2 separate regions of the Bicyclus anynana genome follow, and region 2 is linked to region 1. A link is a contact called in public Hi-C data. All regions are on one chromosome and are shown on one strand. Each heading gives the region's core, a stretch centred on a gene start, on an enhancer-like site or on the middle of the called end of the contact. The rest is flanking DNA. Distances are from core to core; before and after follow the strand shown.

Evidence for each region. Hi-C and Micro-C count contacts between places; a contact is called where the count stands out from the background.
Region 2: a contact with region 1 is called in a Hi-C map of whole body, with 1.8 times the contacts expected there. The contact joins the promoter of LOC112051535 here to the promoter of LOC112051541 in region 1. A contact is called at or near these places in 2 of 2 Hi-C or Micro-C datasets (whole body and whole larva).

What each region holds. Positions count from the first base shown.
Region 1 is chr2:14,131,176-14,137,634 of ilBicAnyn1.1, reverse strand. LOC112051541 (homologous-pairing protein 2 homolog) reads right to left here and starts at 3,870. Exons shown (of 3, transcript XM_052888558.1): 1 at 1,637-3,870; 2 at 941-1,199. The coding sequence starts at 1,859. It overlaps LOC112051535 (A disintegrin and metalloproteinase with thrombospondin motifs 1), which reads left to right. Exons shown (of 18, transcript XM_052888523.1): 10 at 5,597-5,739.
Region 2 is chr2:14,266,030-14,272,315 of ilBicAnyn1.1, reverse strand. LOC112051535 (A disintegrin and metalloproteinase with thrombospondin motifs 1) reads left to right here and starts at 2,277. Exons shown (of 18, transcript XM_052888523.1): 1 at 2,277-2,552.

The DNA of each region.
Region 1 (6,459 bases), core at 2,621-5,120:
CTTCATTTTGTAAGTGTTGCCAATGTAATTGTTTTGATTTTCCCTACTTTTAATTTCAATTCAAGGATTTATTATTTATGTAAAATATTAATCAACTAAATAGGTAGGCATAGGTTCCGGCAATTAAGTTGAAATAAAATTGTGGTAATCAGCGCAGATAAAGAAAGTGTAAAATAATCTTAAAGCTTTAAAATTTTACAAATAACAATGGCGTGCTATATTATAATAAGTTCGTTCGTTCTTGTCTGTTTGTGTGTTTGTTTGCACATTTGTTTGTTTTCGTGTGCTTGTTTGGTCTTTTGTTTGTTTGTGTACCTACTTGTTTGCTTGTTTGTTTGAGCAAGAGGATTAAATAAAATATTTTTATCTTCAAAACACATTCTTAAAAGATATTAAACCAATTCAATGGCCTTATTTATACTTGAATTTTAAGAGACATAAAAATTAGAGATATAAGACGAGATAATAATAACTGTGCACACGATTGAAATACATATTTATAATAATAACATAATATAATTATATGGAATATATAAAATTATTATTGTAAATATGTATTTCTTTAGTTTGTTAGTTGATAAGTTTTATAATAACCGTCTTATTATATTTATTATTTATTTGTCCTTGTCTTAAATTTTTTAGAGTTCATTTTCTTGCTGACTCTTAGCAATCACTAGAAAACAGGTCCCACTATTTTTATTATTTACCATACAAGTTAACATTTAATGTGATGAACTGTACACTTATTGTTTTCCATTTAACATTATAAATTTTTACCACAAAATAGGGAAAAATTTAACAGCCTCATGTACTAGCAATATTACGCGGGTGAGAATTGCGACGAGTGCAGGCTGTTGTGTACAATTTTTGGACACACTGCGCACTATAGAATGACATCTAAACGTGGCTTCTGGTGGTTTTCTGTATTCTGAGTTCTTACCTATACTCCTTTAGATACTTTTCGTGTTCACTTAAAATAATTTTTTTTTCGTCAGCGCTCAATACTTCCGTTGTGTCACGTAGAACGTTCAACTTTTTTTCTAGTTTGTCTATGTTATCTTTTATTTTCGCTGATTCTGATTTCGTCATATCGTTTGTGGGAGCAGATGTAAGGTTTTTGATATTTGCCTCCGCTTTTTTCAAATCTGCGTTCTTGTCGTTTAGAATATTTGATAGGCTGCTTATTTGAGCATCGTAATCTGAAAACAAATGATATTAAAAAAAACATTTACCATATACATACTTAGCTAGACATACTATGCAATTACTTTTATAGCTGATTTATATTTGGTATTTGGGGTAATTACCAATAAAAAATTCTTTATCTTATTTCTTTAGTTTTTGTAAACGGTTTTTAAAATACCTATTTAAAAACATAGGACGGCATTTCCTTGAACAATATTGAAAATTACTGATTCGACGGTTCGTGTCGTACTGATTCGAGAATGTATTAGTTTTGAATTTTGTATTTGGAGCGGCTACGACACCGTCGTGTTCCGTACACTCCATCTGTATATTATTAATCATCTGCGACTCTATGTAAGTAGGTAGCTACTATAAATACTGTACCTAGCTAATTATCTTTTGCTACTATTTTTTCAAGTAGAGGAAGAGAAGTAGTACTCAAAAGTCCTACCTTCTGTGTCAGTATTTTCTTGCACATTTTCCAATTGCAAGGCTGCGTAAACTTTTTGTTTTCCATACAATTTACATTTTATTTTACCCGATTCACTCAGAGCATCGAGAGCTTTTTGAACTGCACCTTTCGTGTACGCTCCTCTTAAATTAACGGTGACATCTGCACAGGAATATGGCCTATTCGTATCGATTAAATATTTCAAAACTGAATCACTAGCCATTATTATTCTTTGTAATTTATAAAATTATCGTTATCAATTACCAGAAAAAATACATAAAAATGACGCACAACTTTTTTTTTTTGGCGCAAGAAATGATAAGGCAAAGGCTGAGATGTATTCAGCCTATTATTTTAAAAAGTACGCTCAGAAATGTGAAAATTTAAATACCTTTACCTATTCAAAAATTATTTATTATTTAGTTGTAACATAAAATTAGTTACATAGTAAAACTGTATCTACCTATTTTAATTCTTGCTATTGTAAAATGTAAACGAACAGTGTAAAATAAGACAGATTTAGGAACATAACGAATAGAGGCGAAACCTGATTTAACAAAAAATATCGAATTAATTTGTATAAATTAGAAACACCTGCAACACAACTAATGAAAAATTACGTTTTATTTGAACTTAACGTTTGACCGGTAGTTATATTTTGCTTTTATTATATATTTTTGTTAATTTCAAAGTCTGTGATCAAAATAGAACTTGGTTTATCCTAAGATTTTTCTGAATTTGGACCATAGTGATTCTGAATTTGAAGTGTTACGTTAAATAGGTACGTTACTTTTATCGGGTAGACAGGGATAAACTTCCTCGTAGCTCGTAGGTCAAACGAAATATTTCTGTGTTTTTTTTTTAATTACCTGAGGTATTACAGTGTAAAGTTACTAACTCACGATTTATGAAGCCTTTATTTTGTGGATTTCAGGCCTCGTCCCCCAGGAGATGTCGTTACGAAAGTGCAGAATTTTACAAAACAATCAAAATGTCATCATTTGATTTGATTTTGGGGAATTCTGCATTTTGATTATACGCAAAAATCTTCGACGCCCTATAGAATCTTAAAAATACCATTCATTTCTATGATTATCTAGAGATCTCTAGAATCTTGGCTCGCTGGCTAGAGATTTTATCTGTCACAGAGATGATACATCGCGAAAGTCATGGAGATACCTATAGGTACCACAGCTCGACAGAGGCGTGCTTAAGGGTTTTAACTAGGATATGTGTAGTATATGTCAACAGCCTAGACTGTCAATAGATGAGTCTATAAATATAAGCCTCGGACAAGAGGGGGAGTTAGTTGCACTTTGGTGCTACAGCAGTACGTACCACGAGGTACTAAGTAGATACAGTGTTCAAACAACTGGATGTGATAAGCCGAGTGATCAACCGATCACCCAGAGAGTGTGCAAACACTACAATATGTGCCTATAAGTAAAAATTGGAAAATTCCTCGTCTATTCTGTGGTCTAACATAGGTATGTATTGAGTCTTTAGGGTAGGCCGTGCTTTTTTGCAACTATGAAGTGACCGCCACTGCAGCTCGACCCCCTCCCCTCTAAACACCTCACCTAAATTACGACTATTTTGTTATATGCTAAAATATAAGTCAATATTATAATAATGACTTACCTAATTACTTTGCTACTAGACCCATCAAAGTAGGCAAGCAACCGGTGATCATAATAATTTTGGCCAATAGTTCAAGGTTAAGTTTGCATAAAAATCACGTTTCATTATGCTAGCTACCCACGGTCCAAATACCGATGGTCCAATAAACCTACATGCCTGTAGCACTGCCAGCATGATGTCCGGTAAAACTAATAGGGTCGTTGATCAAAGACCTAGTACATAGAATAAGGGTCCGAAATATGTATATCGATATCATCACTACATAGTATAAAACAAAGTCGCTTTCTCTGTCCCTATGTATGCTTATATCTTTAAAACTACGCAACGGATTTTGTTGCGGTTTTTTTAATAGATGATCGATTGATTTTGATTTGATATAACAACATCCATGGTTCCCGCGGGATTTGTGAAAAGCTGAAATCCACAGCCAACACACGATGAGTTTTACCGGACGTCATGCCGGCAGCGCTGCAGGCATATGGGTATATTTTACTGTGTGTGGTTAGCATAAGACAGGCAGATACCTACCTTCGTATGCATTAGACATCACTACTAAGATTCATTGGTATGTGGAAATTGCTTTATCATTTCATCGAAATATGTTAATTATGCGTGATTTTTATTTATTTATAATAGACACTTTACTTAATTGGTATCGAGATTATTTGTAAATGTCGCCTGTTGGACGACTTTCAGACTTTAAATTCACGGGAAACTATGTAATAATTATTAACATCCTAGATAATAATACGTAACAGCCTGTCATAGCAAGATCTGCTTTATTTTATAAGAGCTAAAAGTTTGACACTCTTTTACGGTAGGCTATTATCGAGCTCGGGCCGTTGTGGTTTTGGTAGAAAGCTTCCAAGGGTCTAGACTAGACCCTTAACCACCCAAGATTAAAACATTTTTTTTATTACAAATCACTTGTAAAGAATAAAAAGAAAAGAAAAAACCTGTCAACAAAAATCATGTTCCTGTCCACTCATTGCCAAATGATTTTTCGGAAATCTGATGACAGTGGGTAATTCCTTTTTTTTAAACTTCGTTGGCTTGGCAGTAACATACTGCCTGTAACGTTTCTTCAAGTTGCCTGCCCCACATCTCCTACCTATTTTTTCACTTTCTCCGCGTATAGACTTAACTTAGCTTCGTGTCAAGACAATCCTTAATTAGGTGCATATATTGAAACGTAAATAAATATAACAACTGATCGTTTGAATGGATTTCAGTGTTAAGCTGAGAGATAGATTATCATACTTTACAGAATAGCACATGACACATCTCACAGGAAATGTGAAACCGCGAGGCACGGGCACAGCAAGTGTTAAAATAATTCTTCTTTAATTAGGAAGGAACTACCGTACGCCCCGCAGTTTCTTTTCCCGCGAGATAAAACATATCGTATGACACTCAGTCACTAATGCTTTCCAGCGGTGAAAGAATTTTCAAAATCAGTTCAGAACATCCAGAGGTTTCCCCTTTCCCCAGGCGTTTTCCCCTACAACACCACAAACTTTACCTCTTTATAATCTAATATATAAAATTTTTTGTGCATATTCAGTAGGTCTGAGAATCGGCCAACATCTATTTTTCAAACCCCTAAATCCTAGGGTAGGGTAGTGGTAGGGTAGGGGTATGGTATAGGGATAGGGTAGCGGTAGGGTAGGGTAGTGGTATGGTAGGTTTATGGTATAGGGATAGGGTAGGGGTAGGGTAGCGGTAAGGTAGTTGTAGGGTAGGGTAGGGGTAGAGTAGAGGTAGGGTAGGGATAGGGAAGAAGTGCAAATAAGTAAATTAATAAGTAAAAGTGAAGCTTGAGCGGGTCCGCTAGTATTAGTATAAAAGATAGATATACCTATTTTATTCCTAGGCCGCACACATCGCGAATATTTTGGTTATCGCGACGTGTGTGGCCAAACACGCGAATACTTTGGCAAATAAGAAACAGCCACTTCTCTCCACCTTCGCGAATAATGTCACGAATATTGTCACGGTGTGTACGGCCTAGGCCAGGGTAGGCGAACCAATGGCACGCGTGCCATTGATGGCACGCGACACAATATTTTGGGCACGTCGCCGGTCATAAAACATGTGTAAAGTAGGTATTTGACATAAATTATTTGTCATCTAACCTGCAGCAACAGAAGAGTTTTGATAGTATTTATTATTGTTATTCTCCAAATAATCAGAAAGTCAAAATTATTTGATGGCACGCCAATGACCCCATTAAACATTTTTTAGAAAAAATGGCACGTTGATGCATAAAGGTTCGCCTACCCTGGCCTAGGCATTAACCACATTGCTTTGTTTCGTCAGGGTCGGGATGCGACACCGTATTTAGAGAGGAACCGCGTGGGCCGCGATGCCATTGATTCGGCAGCCGCGCTCACTGACATGGGCAAGTATCTCTTCAGAGAGAGAAGACTGCCAGTGTACGACATCGCCGTCGCTATCACCAAGTAAGTTGGTAACTGTAACTGTACATATGTTTGACAGAAGATCACAGGTCACGTCAGGTCACAACTTGTTTAAACTCAGACTCGCTACAGACCGTCAGTTTTAAGTAGGTATTAATATTAGTAGTAGGTCAATAGTAGGTAGTTTTATCTAATCAAAATTTCAACCAAAATTATTAAAAAAAAAACTGTAGGCAAATAAAACTAACGAAGTGACATACGTACGATTTAACTGTACAGTTCGACTGTTCATTTAAAACTGCACGTCTGCAGCACTGGTTAGGTTCATGTCAATAAATAACACATGAAATAAAACAACTGAAACAATCGATTAAGAATAATAATCTTTATAAATTCAGACAAAAAATGTAGCTACCCGGAATTAGGTACAAGCTTGCGCCGCTGCAAATTTCGATAGTTCTGCAAGACCTTGAGCCAGATAATTCTAGTTCTGTACACAATTTGAGGGTGTGACAGTAGTGGCATTTGTCTGAAACTTCAATATTAGCTTAGGTACAGGTCAAAATTCGTAACACTAATAAATGATTAGGTACGCTACTGTTTTGATCCATAATACAAAAGTCATGATCTTTTATAGCAACGCTACATAGTCCTTGACTTATAAGTAAATATGCTTAACGGTGATAAATTCGATTGTCAATTTAGGCATATTTCAGTCGTGATTATTACATTAAAGTATTAAGATGTTGAGTAATCCGGTTA
Region 2 (6,286 bases), core at 1,028-3,527, 140 kb before region 1:
AGCAAGCATCTGTCGACGTATCGTAGGAAATGATTTCTCATATTCTTATATTTAGACATTTGAGCTACGAATATCTTCTAAGACCACCATGGTCGTACTTAGTTGTGTGATAGGAGCATGGGATGCTATGGTATGCCATGGTAGGAGCAAGAGCTGGCATGGACAAATATTTAGCCGTCATTCACTAACCATCACAGTCACTAGTGTAACAACGAACTAAGTATTTACTATATATTAATTGTAGTATTATAGTAGATACTTAATGAAGTTATATATAAAATTATATATATAAATCTTCAATCTAATTGTATAGACGAGTGTTTATTTAATTTTCACTAAACATCAGACTTAAAACTTGCTTGTTTTCCCACATTCATTTTTATATTTAAAGTAAATCTATTTATATATATATAAAAGCAAAAGGTCACATTACGAAATATCAAAAACCGCTTGATGTACAAAGATGATGATGATGATGAGAGGCAGTTTATAGTTAGAAAACATCCGATATGGACGGATTTTGTGACAGGGCCGGATTAAGGAGGCCTAAGTGCCGAAGTCGCGGGCGTCCGCCAGTTCGATATATCCGAATGTGAATTTAATATTAATTTAATTAAATATTAACTATTTATTCATTGAAAGATTAACTATATAAATTTTCTTTTTCTTGTTAGTACGTGGAGTTATCTAAAGTGTTAATTATAACATTTAACCTTCATATCTAACTGTAAAGTTATTTGCTCTACTGACTCGCATCTACAGTAATATTTATATTGTGTAATATAACCTAATTTGATAATTGCTTCATACAAAACATGTATTATGAAGTGGTAGTTAAATAATATTTTAGTTTTATTTTTAAGTAGTTCCGATATATATTAATTAAGCTAAATCCAGCGAAACTCTATATTTATATGTTACTTTATTGTTAATAATTATTTGATACTAACAAAAGAGAAACAACACAGATTTATAATGTGACTAGCGGACGCTCGCGACTTCGTCCGCGTGGAATTCAGTTTTTCAGAAATCCCGCGGATCCATGATTTTTCCGGGATGAACAGGAGGGTATGTGTTAATCCAGAGTAAAATCTATTTCCATTTCAAATCGCTTCAGTAGCAGCAGCGCAAAGGATGAACAAATATATACACTTACATAACTTTTGCCTTTATAATATTAGTGTGATGTTCATATTTTCTATTTAGTCTATACTAATATTATAAAGCTGAAGAGTTTGATTGAACGCGCTAATCTCAGGAAGTACTGGTCCGATTTGAAAAATTCTTTTAGCGTTATTTATCGAGGAAGGCTTATAGGCTATATATTATCCCTGTATTCCTACAGGAACTGGAACCACGCGGGTGAAACCGCGCGGCGTCAGCTAGTATTTAATAAAAATTAATTCACGCTGATCTCTTGGTAAGGTTTGGCCGTGTTGAATTATTACCTAGCCAGATAAGATGAACCGCCAAGCAACAATCTGTGATAATAATTGAATCAGCTCTATCTCTTTCAAATTAACGCGTTATCTCAGAATTCAACGTCACTTAACATAGAGTGTGATCGCTGTCAAGCCTTAACTTGGCATTGTATAAAAAAAATTACTAGATATTTATATTTTCAATTGTATTATTAGATGGGAATAGTAGGTAGGTAGGTTTTGCTTGAAAAAGTTTACTATAAAATAAATGACTTTTTGACCGAAATAGATCAAATACGCCTCTCTACTAGTTACGAGTACAACACCCTCATTGGGTTCCATTGTAATAAATATTTAAAATGTCATTTATTTTATGTCATGTATTAAATTATAATGGAAATGTACCTTAAAAATTAATAAATAAATGAAATAAACAAATATTATGACAAAGTTAATAATTTTATCTATCTATAATTATAAAATAAAGAGGTATAGTTTGTGGTATTCTAGGGGTAGTAATAGTAGTAAATAGGTAGTAATCTTTGGATTTACTGAACTGATTTTGAAAATTCTTTTACCACTAGAAAGCCACGCTATTTGTGAGTATGATAGGCTATATTTTATCCCTGTATTCTCATGGGAATGGGAACTACGTAGGTGTAACGGCGGGGTGTCAGCAAGTATACAACAATAATCGATAGGATTGTGCGAAACTGGGTTCTCATTGAAAATTAATAATTTACTATGGGATTATTAATTTTAAAACAGGAAAAATTATGTATAGGTATTGCTTTTCTGAAAAAAATATAGGTACGATTGTCCGCCCCACTCTCAAAGCGAATGTTTATTGTATGGAGGCATACGCGCACGCCAGTCGCCGATTCGCCGTCGCCTGCGTCGTCCGCGCCGCGCGGCAAGAATTTTCCAACTACGGAAAAATTGTGTCGCGAGTGCCTCGGACACAAGGCAAAATTGACACTTGTGTGTGTCCTTCACCTTACCTGTGTTAGACTATCCTGACTCTGTGTTGACGTGATGGATTGTGTGTGTGGCGTTTAAGTGTGTACATTGTGATTTTCTTTGCGACAGCGCCCCCGGTCCACCCTTCTGTCTTTGATACTTCCTTACCACGTAAGTACTGAAAGATGTTAAGAAATTGAAAGTATTGTACATACTTCACACACATTTATCTAATATGTCACACACTTACTATTCCTATTATATCGAAGGTCTACGAACACATAATTTAAGTGTTTAAATTATAAAGCTAAAAGTGCTCAGATTTAAAAATAACTTCGGAGCGATAAAAACGCCTTCTGAAGGTTTCTCAGATCTCGAGTGTACCCGGAAAAATGTCAAATTAATATAAATTTCCTCATATAAACAATGCAGGTTGTGTAACACGTTGTGTAAACGTATTACGCGAATTTTGAAACTGAAAGTTTTGCGAAAGGTTTTACGAAAAGATGTATTCAATGTTCGTACGACGTAAAAAGACGTTAATAGATAAACGATTGTATAGCTTTGTGTGTTTAGCAGTAGTTGTGAAGTGCATTATTTATAATTTGGAGATTGTAAACTGCGAGGTTATTGTTTGAAATAGAAACAAAAATTTAGTTAATAAGTTTTTGCAATAACTTATAACAAAGCAATAATTTAAAACCTTTTCCTTTTTATAAATCGGTTAATAAGTAAATAATACCTACTTGGTTAACGTCTAAAAAGGATAAATATACACTGCACGATATGATATTCGTGATTCGGAGATTGTAAATTTGAGGTCGACATTACTTAAATGTTACCCTAAAAAGGCCTTGCACTTTAGAGTTTTTCTTTTATATAAAAGTTATTTTATTCGTAATTTAGAGATTGCTCGCATTGCTATTTACATATTATTTCTTTATAAAAGTGTTTTCTTGTAGGTATATTTCGAGATAAAAGTTTTGGCGGAAATGACTTTATTAAGAAATTTTATCTCAAATATGCCTACATGCGAGTACTCCAATATTTCAGATAAAACTTTTTCGCGGTTTCTTGCAACCTCTTCTTATAACATTTTATTTTTTTATGATGCCTTTTAGATCTGTTTCAGTAAAACGAAACATAAATTGTTATATATTGTAAATAATAATTGATTTATTTTGTTAGAACTTTTCGCGAAAACCGAAGAATCCAAGCGACAACGCAACTTAGATTCTTTATGTATGTTTCAATTTGAAAACAATGTTCCAAAAGATTGTCCATCGTAGAATCAACATCTGAGGATTTAGTATTCATATTGAACTTTAGTAAATAACGCCTGCTTTTATTCAAAACTTATATTGTGTTGAGTACTATTTATTTTCTTTAATCATTATCTTCTTTAATATTTATTGTCTAGGAACTAAATTATAATTACTCTTTTATTTATTTATTATATTTTATTCAGGCTATAAAAGATTGAAGTAGGTAGGTATGATTTAGAGAATGTAGGCGCGTCAACAGAGTAAGGTTAACGTCGCTTACGAAGTGTAACCTTAAAATAAAATCACGGCTTCGAATAGACATTTTATTGTAGATATATGTATTAGGTTATTTTACTAAGGAGACCGGAATGCAAGGCAAGTGTTACTATTAAAAAGGTTAAATTAGTTAAAAATTATGATAATTTTTCACAAATCTATTTAAAAAAATAAATAAAATGTTAAGTATATTTATTTTATTGTTTACAACACATTTTTTGGATCTATTTTGCGAACTTCCACGTTCAAAAATCGAGTGTTCTTTAGTTAAGTACAAGATAATATTCCACCTCGGAAAATTTCATTTAATGCCTTGAAAAATTATAAAATATATAGAATATTACGTAACGCACACAACAGAAAACAATCAAAATGTAAAGCAAACAGGTAATCGACCCTTGTTCTTAATTCCTGACTATGATTTGTAGTGAAGACTTGTAAAGGTTTTTTGTTTGGTCTAGGTAGAGTTGCCGTTTGGTTTCGTCAGTTTTCGAAAATATAATTCAATAATTCATTGTTCAAATATAATATGCAAAAGTAGTCGCCCGCTATCATTAAATAAACTGACAGACATAACAATCGTGATTTGCTCTAGTTTTATTACGAAATAATGATAATGATATATCGGTATAGTGGCACGTATTTGATACTCGGAAAAACCTCTTCCTATAATTTATTTTATACGCTTTTAAACACGCTAGGGCTGTCTATCAATCTAAATTATTACAGAGAGTAAAAATTCCTATTACAGTATTGATTTAACAAAAAAATACTAGTCGTATAACTAACATAGGTTATATACCCATATTTTTTATAGATATATACATTTTACGTCGTTGACGCGTTTGGAACCCTCGTAACTTTAATTTTAAGTTTTCGAATAATTATTATCACCATTATCTTGGGTTTAATATTACCTGACGTTTCGAAAGAGCTTGTAAACTAAGCCTATTTGAAATAAATGAATTTTAACTTTGATTTTGACTTACATCAACACCATTCTAATCATAAAGACATTCAAAGTTTTATTTTGTATAAAATTTGAAATCACACTTTTCTGTGCGTTCATTAATTAAAATACTATACCAATATAGACGTGAAAAATAATAACCCAACAAATATGTAAAAATAAATTTATAAAACTATTAAATTTGCATTCGGTTGTAAAAGTTTATAATAACCGCAATAAATTTAAATATTCAAAACAAATAAGTCTTTCTATAATGATCTTTAAATAAATCCTTGAATTACACGCAACGACACACGATAGAGATAAAATTATCGATATTAGTTTAGCAATCACTATAAAATGTCTGTTTGTATAATATGTTCTCATCCAAAGAGTGTATTAGTGTATTAATATATGTATAGATGACTTGATGTCGAATTTACAATCGATTCTGAACCGGTCACTTCATTAAACCAGTACCGCCACCTTTGAACTATAAAGGTCCCGATAAACTACATGTTTGGGATGAATTTATTTCATTTTGTTGAAAATTACACGCCGTGATGCGATTTTTTTCATCGTTGTTATCATGTATCCCATGGTTGATATCTGGACTGAAACCTTTTGTTCAGGCTTCCAAACTCCACATTAACTGTACGCATCCATCGACTGCCTGCTTTAGTTTTCATAATAAAACATGAAAATCATTTTTTTATTTAAGTTGTCCGAAATACGATATTCTAGTGCATTAAATCATCGTCTCAATTAGCTTCATTTTATAGATTTCTTTGTCTGTAGAGTAAAGAAATATTCGAAATTGTAATATTTACGACATGGATTTATATCGCAACGGTTATTAGTCATTGACAATGAAGAATGTTTTGGTTATTACGAGTATTAACCTACTGGGGATATTACGGCTCCTTTAAGAGCAATTTACACTAACGAATAATATTTTTTTTAATTTTTGTCCTCTCAAAATAACTTCACCTCACATAAAACGAGGAAGAGTGCACGAAGCTTACCACTGAAATATTATTTTTATTAAAATAGTTAAAATGTTATAGCTAAAATGTATTGGATAGAAGCAGGCGTTACTTTGTGGAAGTTTATCATGAATATATAATAATTTATTTATTTTGCTATCACCCGCGAAAAGCCGACGAACCCATGCGACAACGTCACTCAGGCCCGACAAAATACTCTCTCCGCACGTTTCACCCCGAAACCGGAGCATTCTCAGGAGATGTCGACTTTACAACGTCATTTTGTTTTTGCAATCTAAAAGGTTTTCACTCAAAGATTATTCAAACTAACGTACATATTTGAGCACAAAGCCGGGCGTCAAGCGGATTCTACGAGTAGATTGTTTGGTTCTGCGTTACATCATCCTTAATGGGGCATAAATTATATTT